Linked DNA regions of Anser cygnoides: region 2 is linked to region 1. The links are chromatin contacts, called in public Hi-C maps. All regions are on one chromosome and are shown on one strand. Each heading gives the region's core, a stretch centred on a gene start, on an enhancer-like site or on the middle of the called end of the contact. The rest is flanking DNA. Distances are from core to core; before and after follow the strand shown. Region 1 holds the start of AKIP1 (A-kinase interacting protein 1). Region 2 holds the start of RPL27A (ribosomal protein L27a).

Region 1 (4,708 bases), core at 1,085-3,584:
AGCAATTGGAACAGAGAATATTATATGGAGAAGCATCACAGCCATGCTGACAACAACTCCAGATTTGCAATTAAAAGTGGAACTGCACATTTACTGATGTTCTGTATTAATCAGCTGGCTTAATTTCATGTGAGGATGAAAATAGTGCCCAGATGTCCAAAGGACATCTGCCTTCTGGTGCAGAACTGTCAGCTCTGTTTTCAGACGCTTGTCTCCCTACACAGTATGTTGGGACTCTGTCACCTCAGAACTGAACTCATGAAAACAGCCAAATCTGGAGTTGGTATTGCCATAAGCCACGCAGGAAAATACCGAGAACAGAAGTGTGCTTTACATTTTTCTCTGTTTAGAGCAGCACTTTATTTCAAACAGTTGTCTGACTGGGATCCGCAATTCAGAATACTCTGAGGGCAAGGACTTTAGTTAGCTATTATACAATTAGATCACTCTTTCTATTTAAAGGCCACACAACGCTATCATTTTCTTGCCTTTGTGCTAGCAAATAGAGGGGTTAAGAATTGCTTAGCCTAGAAATGCTCATTGTTTGGGCACTCTGCTTACAAGGCAAATGAACTGCAGTCAGATTCCACTCTCAGGTGAGAGCTGTGTTCACTAAATGACATGTTTCTTCAAAAGGCTGCAGCAATATCAATTGCTTTTTTGTCCAGAACAAATCCAAAGGAATGCTCTGGAAACATCTACCTGACCGGGCCCTTCAAGCAAAGCTGGTGGAAGAAGCCATAGTTTATGGGTCCTTAATAGGATGTATATGTGAGGTAAGAGCTTTTGCAGGGTATGTGCAGAAAAAGCACTGTAAAAGCAGAGGACATGTTAATACCGGAAAAAGAGCTGGTGAAAGAGCTTAAGTGCTTTCAAGGCTGGTAACTTGTAGCAGAGCAGTTTTGAGAATTGCAGCAGTAGCACAGCAGTCCTTTTCTGGCTCTGCAGTAAAGGTACTTGAATCTTCCCTGCTGTGAGTTAAGTATGTGCATACAGCTCTGCTGCCATCTGCTGTCACCACAGAGCTCATCGCAGGGTTACCTTTTTGATCAGAGGAAACAAGTTTCAAAATAATGATTTTTGTCTTGCTTGTATTTTCCTTCTGTCTGACCGTGCAGACCACACATGAAAATAAGGCCAATAGCAGGTCTTGTTTCCAGGTCTGTTGCGCTACCTTATTCCTTGAGGTTATGTACCTACCAGTTTGGCTGCTGCTGTCGTGGTTTACTGTGGAGTTACGTCCCAAAATACATCAAACACTCTGACCTACTGCATAGGACTTCCCAGAGTATCTCTGTATCACAGGACGTGACTCGGGTCCTTTTACATGAAGTTAAATAGCAAAGAAGTGAAATCAAATGTTTGATACGAAATGTGGGTCAACTTTGGTCCCTAAGTAATTCTACACAACTCGTCCCAAATCACCTAATTTTAGTGCTTAATCACCTGCACTCAGTGGCATTCTGCTGCCTCGGTGGTTATGTTCTGCTGTAGGTTTTTATTTGCACTTTTTAAGCTTTACCCATGAACTCGTGGGTCTGAGAACTCCCCCCTTTTCTCAAGGGCAGGTGACTGAAGCGGTGCTGTCCTGGCACAAGCACGAATGTGGAAGTCAACCCCTGCTTGTCCCACCAGCGTTAGGCACTGTACGTTGTGTATCTGTTGCGGTTTTGTGTCGTTGTGCAGACCTGGCGTTGCAGGGCCAGCCGGTTACTGTCACGTAGCGCTGTGGGGTGACGAAGTTGTTGCCGCCTGGTGCACGTTGCCGTGCCCCGCTCCCTAGCGCAGCGGGGGGCAGCTCGGTGCCCTCGGCCGGGCGGCGCGGCAGGCTCCCGGCCCAGACCTCCCGGCGCGGCACCCGGCACCCGGCACCGCTCCTCTTCGCGCTCCGACCAAAGCCGCGGCCCCGCGCTCCCCCCCGCACCTCGCACTCCGCCGCCGCTCGGTCCATGAGGCGCGCGAGGGACGCGAAGGCCGCGCCGGGGCGTTCCGGGTCCTCTCGGTGCAGCGGCGGGGGCCCCTCCCGCCCCGCAGCACTGACCGGGGCCGCTCCCCGCTCCCGCTCCCGGGGCTGCTGCTGCTCCTCCTCCTCCTCCCGCCGCCGCCGCCGCGCCCGCTCCAGCACGGCGCGCGCCAGCCCCGCCGTCCGCGCCGCCGCCGCCCCGTCCATCCCGCCGCCGGCGCGCGCCGTCACAGTGCGCGCGTGCGCCCCGCGCCCCTCCGCCCGCGGCCGGTAGGGGGCGCCGCGGCCCCGCCCGCCCCGCCCTGAGGCGCGGCCCCGGCCGCCGCCCGCGGGGGGGCGCCCGGAGGGGCCGTCCCGGGCCGTCCTCGCCATCCGCGGCGGCGATGGGCGCGGTGACCGCCCCGGCGGGGCCGGCGGAAGGGCGAGGAGAGGCGAGGAGAGGTGGGCGTTGCGCCGCGGCTCGGCCCGGCCCGGCCCGGTCCGGCCCGGCGGGAGATTCAAACGCGGCGGGGTGCGAGGCTGCCCGCCGTGACGGGAGCGGCGTGAGGCGCGGGGCGGGGACCGCACCGGGCAGGGACCGCAGCGGGCGGGGCGAGCGGCGGTACCGGAGGGGAGGCCGAGCGGGCTCAGAGCCCTTCGCTATGCCCCCCGCACAAAGCAAGCCCCGGGCGCGGCTGGCAGGGGGAGAGCACGGAGCGCCTTGCCTTGAGGCACCGCCGCAGACCAGCCCTTCACCGGCCTCTCCTTCATGAAACACGCTGGAGGCGCCAGCTGAGTGTTTGGATACAGCTAACGTTGGGTCTCCTCTACTCCGCTGAGGCGTTTGCTGAGGTGCTTGAGGTCTGAGGGACTGGGCTGAACATAAATGGGGAAGAAAGACAGTATTTGCTAAAAGCGATGTTAGCGTGTTTGAGTTGTTTCATCGATGTGACAGAGCCGTCTGGGGTGCTACTGCTTAATGACAAGTTGAGCATCTTCCCTTGAGTGTCCTTCTTTGCTATCGTTGGTCCTTTAGAGAGCGGGTGGCTTTGCAGTCGTGCTGCACACGTGGAACAGACTTGGAGAGGCCCTCCTCTGTCATTTTCATAAATGGGAAAAAAAGATGTATTCGCTGTATGCTCCTGCCAGCTATTTGTGGCAATTCTGGGGTAAAAAAGCTTACCACCTTGTTCAGGAGGTAAATTATTCCTCGCGTGTTGAAATTTCAACTCCGCCATTTTTTGATGTTTGGTGGCATAGAACTCCTCCTGCAGCTGAGTAAATACATCTGTCCCAAGAAGGCCGGCAGCTGAAATAGCTTGTGCTTTGAAATACATGTTCCCATTAGGATCCAGATGAGTTACCCTCATTTCCTTTACGTTCACTATCTTGAAATGTAATGGAGGTTTGTGCAATGCTGGGCACTTACACCAGATTTCCTTGTCGTTGGGGTGATGTATCGGAATATCTCAGGACAATACACATTATTTGGTTTATGAGGTGGGGAAAGCCGAGAACAGCTTATCCTGAGTACTCTGCTCAGGGATCAGGCAAGCATCATCGTGTAGGAAAGTGTTTGCCTGATGCTGAGTGCCATTTTGGTTCCGTTTCAGTCAAAGGAAGGAAATTAAAATTTCTTAAAATTCAAAAAGTGTGAGATGCTGGTATCCTTGCTTCCAGCTATGCAATATGCATGCCACTCTTCTCCTTATTGTTCTCCTGTTTCTGTTATCGCTTGGTTATTGTCTGCACAACAAGTCACTTTGCAACGTTTACAAAAACTTCAAGGTCTAGATGCATTCCTCGCGTTTTGCAGCGCTCGTGACCCTGCTAGCAGCTGGCACCCTGCCTCTCTCCGAGGGTTTTTCTCTCCACCGCCTGGCGCGGCGTCCCCATCCCTCGCCCCACGGGGACAGCAGCTGCCCGCGGGACGCCTCCCGCCGCCCTGAGTGCCGGGCTGAAGCCCCGGGCTCGGCGCCTGGGCGCAGGAAGCTCGCCGCTCGCTCTTCCTTCCCTCCTTCCTTCCTTCCTTCCTTCCTTCCTTCCTTCCCTCCTTCCTTCCCTCCTTCTTTCCTTCCTTCCTTCCTTCCTTCCTTCCTTCCTTCCTTCCTTCCTTCCTTCCTTCCTTCCTTCCCTCCTTCCTTCCCTCCTTCCTTCCTTCCTTCCTTCCTTCCTTCCTTCCTTCCTTCCTTCCTTCCTTCCTTCCTTCCTTCCCTCCTTCTTTCCTTCCTTCCTTCCTTCCCTCCGTCCCCGGCAAGCGTGTCCTCTCAGGCAGGGCTCGAGCGCTGTTAGCTTTTTAAAATAAAGGCTCCCAACACCGTTCCGCCGGGCGAGAGCGAGGAAGGTCGGCGGGCGGGGGGCTCGGCTCTCCCCTCCTGCTCCTCCTCCTCCTCCTCCTCCTCCCCCCTGCCCCGTGCAGCCCCGCGGGGCTGCTCCCCTTCCCCTGCCTCCCTCCCGCCCGGCGGGGACCCGGCTTTGGGGCCGGGGGCGGCGCCCACTGCTCCGCGGGGGCTCCGCGGGGGCTCCGCGGGGCCGGGGCCGGGGCCGAGCGCTGCCGGCTTGGCCGCCCGGGGCTGCCCGGCCGCGGCGGGGCTGCAGCCGGGCCGGGCGGCGCTGGGGGAGCAGGTTTCTTTGTTGGCTGCCGGCTGACTGGTTCCCATTAATCTCCCGCACTGGCCGTGGCCGTCTCCACTTCCTGCCTTTGCATACTTCTCTCTCCCTCGATCTCAGCCCCTTCCCTCCTCCTCCCACCCCCCTCCCTCTTTC
Region 2 (4,778 bases), core at 1,514-4,013, 170 kb after region 1:
GAAATAAAATGAAGTTCCTTCACAAGAAGAATTAAACCCTTTCTGCTGAAACATCAACCCAAAGACTATTTATGACACTGTCCTTAAGACCCCTGCAACTCCAAATTTTGATGTGGGAGGAGAATGAAAAAAGCTGACCACAGCTTTGAGTGACTACCGATGCTGTTACAGTGTGTCAGATGATGACTCCTTTATGTATTTGGATAGAATTTGTAAATAATGTGCTGTAAGCTTTTGTAACTGATTTTGTAATGAGCAAGAAAAACTGTGGTAAATATTTGTATATTCCTGAGAATAACAGGTGCTTTTTTTCTTTAGTATGAATTGAGTTATGCTTGGTGCAAAAATGAATAGCTGATTATGTGCAGCTGACTGTCTCAGCAGAACCACTGACTTCAGGGAATGTTTGTGAGAACTACACTGATGCCTGAGTACTGCGGTAATGAATGAGCTCTGGGGTACGTGGGAGAGGTTGTATGCGCGGGGGCTGTTTTCATGTGGCAGAGTTGGTATTCTTTTCCTAATTTTCCTTCTAATTAATTTTAAAAGAAAGAAATAACAAAGTAACTTGATAATAAGGTACTTGGTTCACAATACAAACCTTCCACTCCGTTTGAACTCTGGTCAGTAAACTACTTGTAATCCATTCTGCACTAAGACTGCTAACCGTGAGGAGATCTCAGTTCTTTGACATGCAAGCTGCAATGAGTAGGTACAGTTCATCCTTTCCTAATGTATGTATGTATGGTTCCTAATAAACTATGTAAATATACCTGTTTGTTTATATTCTTTGCAAACCTTTGTGGACTTCTGATTTTGAGTGGGTACAAAACCAGAGAAACTTGTGAATGTGAATTTTCAATTAAAATACCAAAAAAAAAAGGTTATTATGAAACTCTTTCAGTAGGTTTGCTATTTCATGATACTACTTGGTTTTCCTTCTAGTTAATGCTTTTTATTAGAGCCGAGACATGGCATTTTATATCATCACTGTTTTGTTAATTTTATCCTAACAGAAGCATCTCTTAAAACGATTTTCCTTTTTTCTTCTTCACACGGGTTAGCAGCAAATTATATCTTGTATCATAGACAACTGATCCTGAACTGTGATATTTTCACATTGTTTTTATGCTACATATGTTTTTACGTTTAATTTGGTTAAATGATCCAAGTAGAATAAGAACAGCTTGTAGCAGACAAATATTTTGCTTAAATTTCTGATGAGCTAATCAGCTGCATTCTATGACAATCTGCTTTTCTTTTGTATTAATTGCAGTCTGGTTCAGGTGGTGCTTGCATCGTGGTGAATGCTCTTCAGCAGGACAGGAATGATTAGCTTGCCATGGCCCTCTGCACAGCAGCAAGTGCTACACAAGTACCACATTCATCTTTAATCCGGTAACACAAATGCTGTTAAGAGATTCTATTAGCTTTTCCTTAGCCTGAAGAAGAAAACAGAAAATACTTGAATATTCTTTCAAGTCTGACATCTAATGAAAATTACCTAGAGCTTTCTTTTTAAAGAAAAAAGACCACTGCATTTTTCTTCATTTGCAGTGTGACTTCCTTGTGTAGTTAAACTGTCTTTGAGGCTTGCGCAATTCCTAACCTGGCAGTGGTTCTGGTGTGCTATCAGCCTCATAGAACAAAATTGAGGGTTTATTCACCAAAAAGGTGAAGTCGTTTCCTTTTTTCCTTACCTCCCTCACACTCAAGTATATACCAAAGCTTAAGTGTACATGAAAAGAAGCATCTGTAGAATGTAGAATATCAAGCGCTTCTGATTCAATTGAAATGTAATCACAAATGTTAATTTCTACAGGTTTTATGCTGTAATATGTTGTAAGCTACGGAGTGACTTTCAGATGTAGTTCTTCAAATCAGAAGCAATAGCTTTCACTTGTACAGGTGGATGCTGGCTATTTTATAAACAACAGTAATTATATGTGTAAATACATGTTCCTTTTGAGAAAATGATTGATAAAACGTCATCCTTGGGTGATGGTAATGTTGACATGAAAAGAGTTGTTAGGAATGCAAGAGAGACACAGGATGCACGTGTTAAGAGAATGCGGTGCGGTAAAATGCATCTCCCACACAGAAGCTGTTTTCCTCCATCTGCACTGTAAAAATCTAAGCAGGAAGCTTTTGAACGATAAATTACCCGTCAGCATGTTGTTCTGGGTTTTGCAGTCAGAGGAGTGCACCAGTCAGGGTGACAATCACATTTCAAAAGCTTGTAGGTACCTTCCTGGTCCTCGGACCATGGCTATGTAAATCAACCTTAGTGTTTCCAAAGGTCTGTGTTTAAAACAAACAACTGAAATGAAAGTGTGGGGTGTATTATTCCACCTTGCACCTTAGTTTAGAAAACTGAGGTGACGACTGCTGAACGGTGGAACACCGCTCGTGCACCATGTAACCGAGAAGGAAGTCCTGAAGAAAAACCAGCGTGGAGGCCTGTGGTTCAAAACTGGGGAGAGAAAAAAAAAAGTGTAAAATCTTCTGGCGCAGAATATATTTAAATAAAAAAAACAGTACGAAACAATTGTTTCCAGTTGTCCAGGAACTGTTACTCTGGCGTGACAGACGGCGGCGTTTACGGGCATTGCGTTTATTGTCCCGGCTACTCGTGCGGAGTGCCGTGACCCAACTCCCCGGCCTCCCCCCGCCCCCCTCGGCACAGGCCGCAGGAGGCGAGCGGCCGGGCCGGGCTCCGCGACACCGCCCCGCGGCTCGGCGCCGGCAGGAGGAGCCTCCGCGAAGTCTCGCGAGAGTTCGCCGTGGGCGACGGTGCCTTCCCCCGGTCTCGCGAGCGCGGCGCCCTTTCCCTTCCCTCGCGCACGCCGACAAGATGGTGGGTGCGGGACGGGACGGAGCGGGGCGGGACGGGCTGCCCCTCGCCGCGGGACGTGCCCGGGGGTGGGCTGAGGGTGGCCGTGGCGGGCGGTTCTCCAGGCCCGCGGCCTGCTCGGGGCGTTGAGGGCGGCCCGGGGCGGCCGCTCCGGCCTCTCCTCGCAGGGCCCCGGCCGCCGCCCGCTGTGGGCCGTGAGGCGCGGAGGAGCGGCGGCTCTGCGGGGGGAGGGCCGTGTGCCGCCGCGCTCACCTCTGCCGCTTCTCCGCAGCCTTCCCGGCTCAGGAAGACCAGGAAGCTGAGGGGACACGTCAGCCACGGCCACGGCCGCATCGGTAAGTGGGGGGCTGCGGCTCCGCAACGCCGGCGGGCCTTCGCTGCTCGGGCGCCGCCTCGGGCGGGCAGACGAGGAGCGCACAAACACGGGCCCGGCGAGCAGCTCTGAGGGCCGCAGCACGTGCGGGTGGTGCCCGCACCGTGGGGGAGATGCCCCAGGAACGTGGTGCTCCGGAGTTTTGCCCATCCCTGTGGACTGGGTTTGTGACTTAACTTGGATAGTACTTGGGCGGTAGGTGTTGCCTGAGAACGTGGCTGGGCGACATTTTAAGTTTGCAGGCTGATGTTGTGCCAGTTCAAACTATGGCCGTTCCTGCCTGTTCTTGTCAGTTTGCTTGTGTTAGCACTGGTGTCTTCTCATACTTCTGTAGGTTAAAGGCATCGGGTTTTTTTTGTTTTTTTTCTTGTCTAGGGTTAGTCTTTAGTGGGTTTAGCTCACTGAGTTGATACGAATGGAGAAGGATAGGACTGCTATCATCAGAGTAATTAGCTTAAGTTGACTTTGTGCTCCTAAGCTCAAGTATTACATGTGATATTCTTAGTTTAACCAACTTCATTTTTCTTTTTAGGCAAACATAGGAAACATCCTGGTGGCCGTGGTAATGCTGGTGGTATGCACCATCACAGGATTAACTTTGATAAATAGTAAGCTAACGTTTTAAACATGTGCTAGCAAAATGCATGTGTCTGAAGTAGAAACAACTAAATTTTATGTGAACCACCAAACTTCCCTACAATCCTATGTATCTTTTTCTCAAACATGAAAGTTTAATAGCTGAAATCAACTTGTGTCCCCATTTTCTCTAAACTCAGCGGCCTTTTTTTCTTAAGCCAGGCATCTTTGAGAGTTCAGTGCAGTAAACTTGACCAAGCTTGCCAGTTACACCGTTGTCCATACTAACAGATGTGCCCACAAAATGTTAGGTAAATCTGAAGCGTTATATAAATCAAAGCTACACTCTACTTAACTGCATGCTATAGAGGCAAGGGTCGTTGTCTCACTGCCGAGACTAGAGTCACATCTGAACACTGCCTGTTGTCCTGGTGTGCTAGAGTACTCGGAAAGTAACCACTAATCTCTATTCGCTGGCTGTGACCATTGTTGACTCAGTCAGTCACCAGGTTAGTGACAGGAGCTCTGAAGCTCCTCGTGCAGTGCAGTCTTGCACCGAGTTGGTTTTGCTCAGAAAATGCAGGATTGGACCAGACTCACCATGAGAAGGATTAAGTTGTGAGTTCAAGGGAGAACAGATGCTTTAAGGAAAATAATTTTCCCTTGCTTTGGATAGCAATGATTATTACACTTAGATACCACATGTATTAATACAAATAAACGTGTAATGTGAAAGTAAGATAAAATTTTACTTTTAATTTCTTTGAACAAGTAAGATGTTGTGTTAGTGTTGATTTGTAGTCCTACTTGCTTAGGATGAATTAAAAATGTGACCTAACGAGGAATGTGTTTTCTTTCACAGTCACCCTGGCTACTTTGGAAAAGTAGGCATGAGACACTATCACTTGAAGAAAAACCAAAAGTTCTGTCCTACTGTCAATTTGGATAAACTGTGGACCCTTGTTACTGAACAGA

The links. Hi-C and Micro-C count contacts between places; a contact is called where the count stands out from the background.
Region 2: a contact with region 1 is called in a Hi-C map of granulosa cells, with 2.6 times the contacts expected there. The contact joins the promoter of RPL27A here to the promoter of AKIP1 in region 1. A contact is called at or near these places in 2 of 7 Hi-C or Micro-C datasets (granulosa cells and liver).

Annotation. Positions count from the first base shown.
Region 1 is chr5:3,328,977-3,333,684 of Taihu_goose_T2T_genome, forward strand. It overlaps AKIP1 (A-kinase interacting protein 1), which reads right to left and starts at 2,335. Exons shown (of 5, transcript XM_066997347.1): 1 at 1,925-2,335; 2 at 1,689-1,726. The coding sequence starts at 2,335. It overlaps DENND2B (DENN domain containing 2B), which reads left to right and starts at 2,276. Exons shown (of 21, transcript XM_048069987.2): 1 at 2,276-2,404.
Region 2 is chr5:3,495,977-3,500,754 of Taihu_goose_T2T_genome, forward strand. It overlaps RPL27A (ribosomal protein L27a), which reads left to right and starts at 2,764. Exons shown (of 5, transcript XM_048069999.2): 1 at 2,764-2,857; 2 at 3,126-3,189; 3 at 3,760-3,835; 4 at 4,666-4,778. The coding sequence starts at 2,855. DENND2B (DENN domain containing 2B) reads left to right here. Exons shown (of 21, transcript XM_048069987.2): 21 at 1-772. The coding sequence ends at 35. LOC125183505 (small nucleolar RNA SNORA3/SNORA45 family) reads left to right here and starts at 4,194; the gene lies at 4,194-4,325.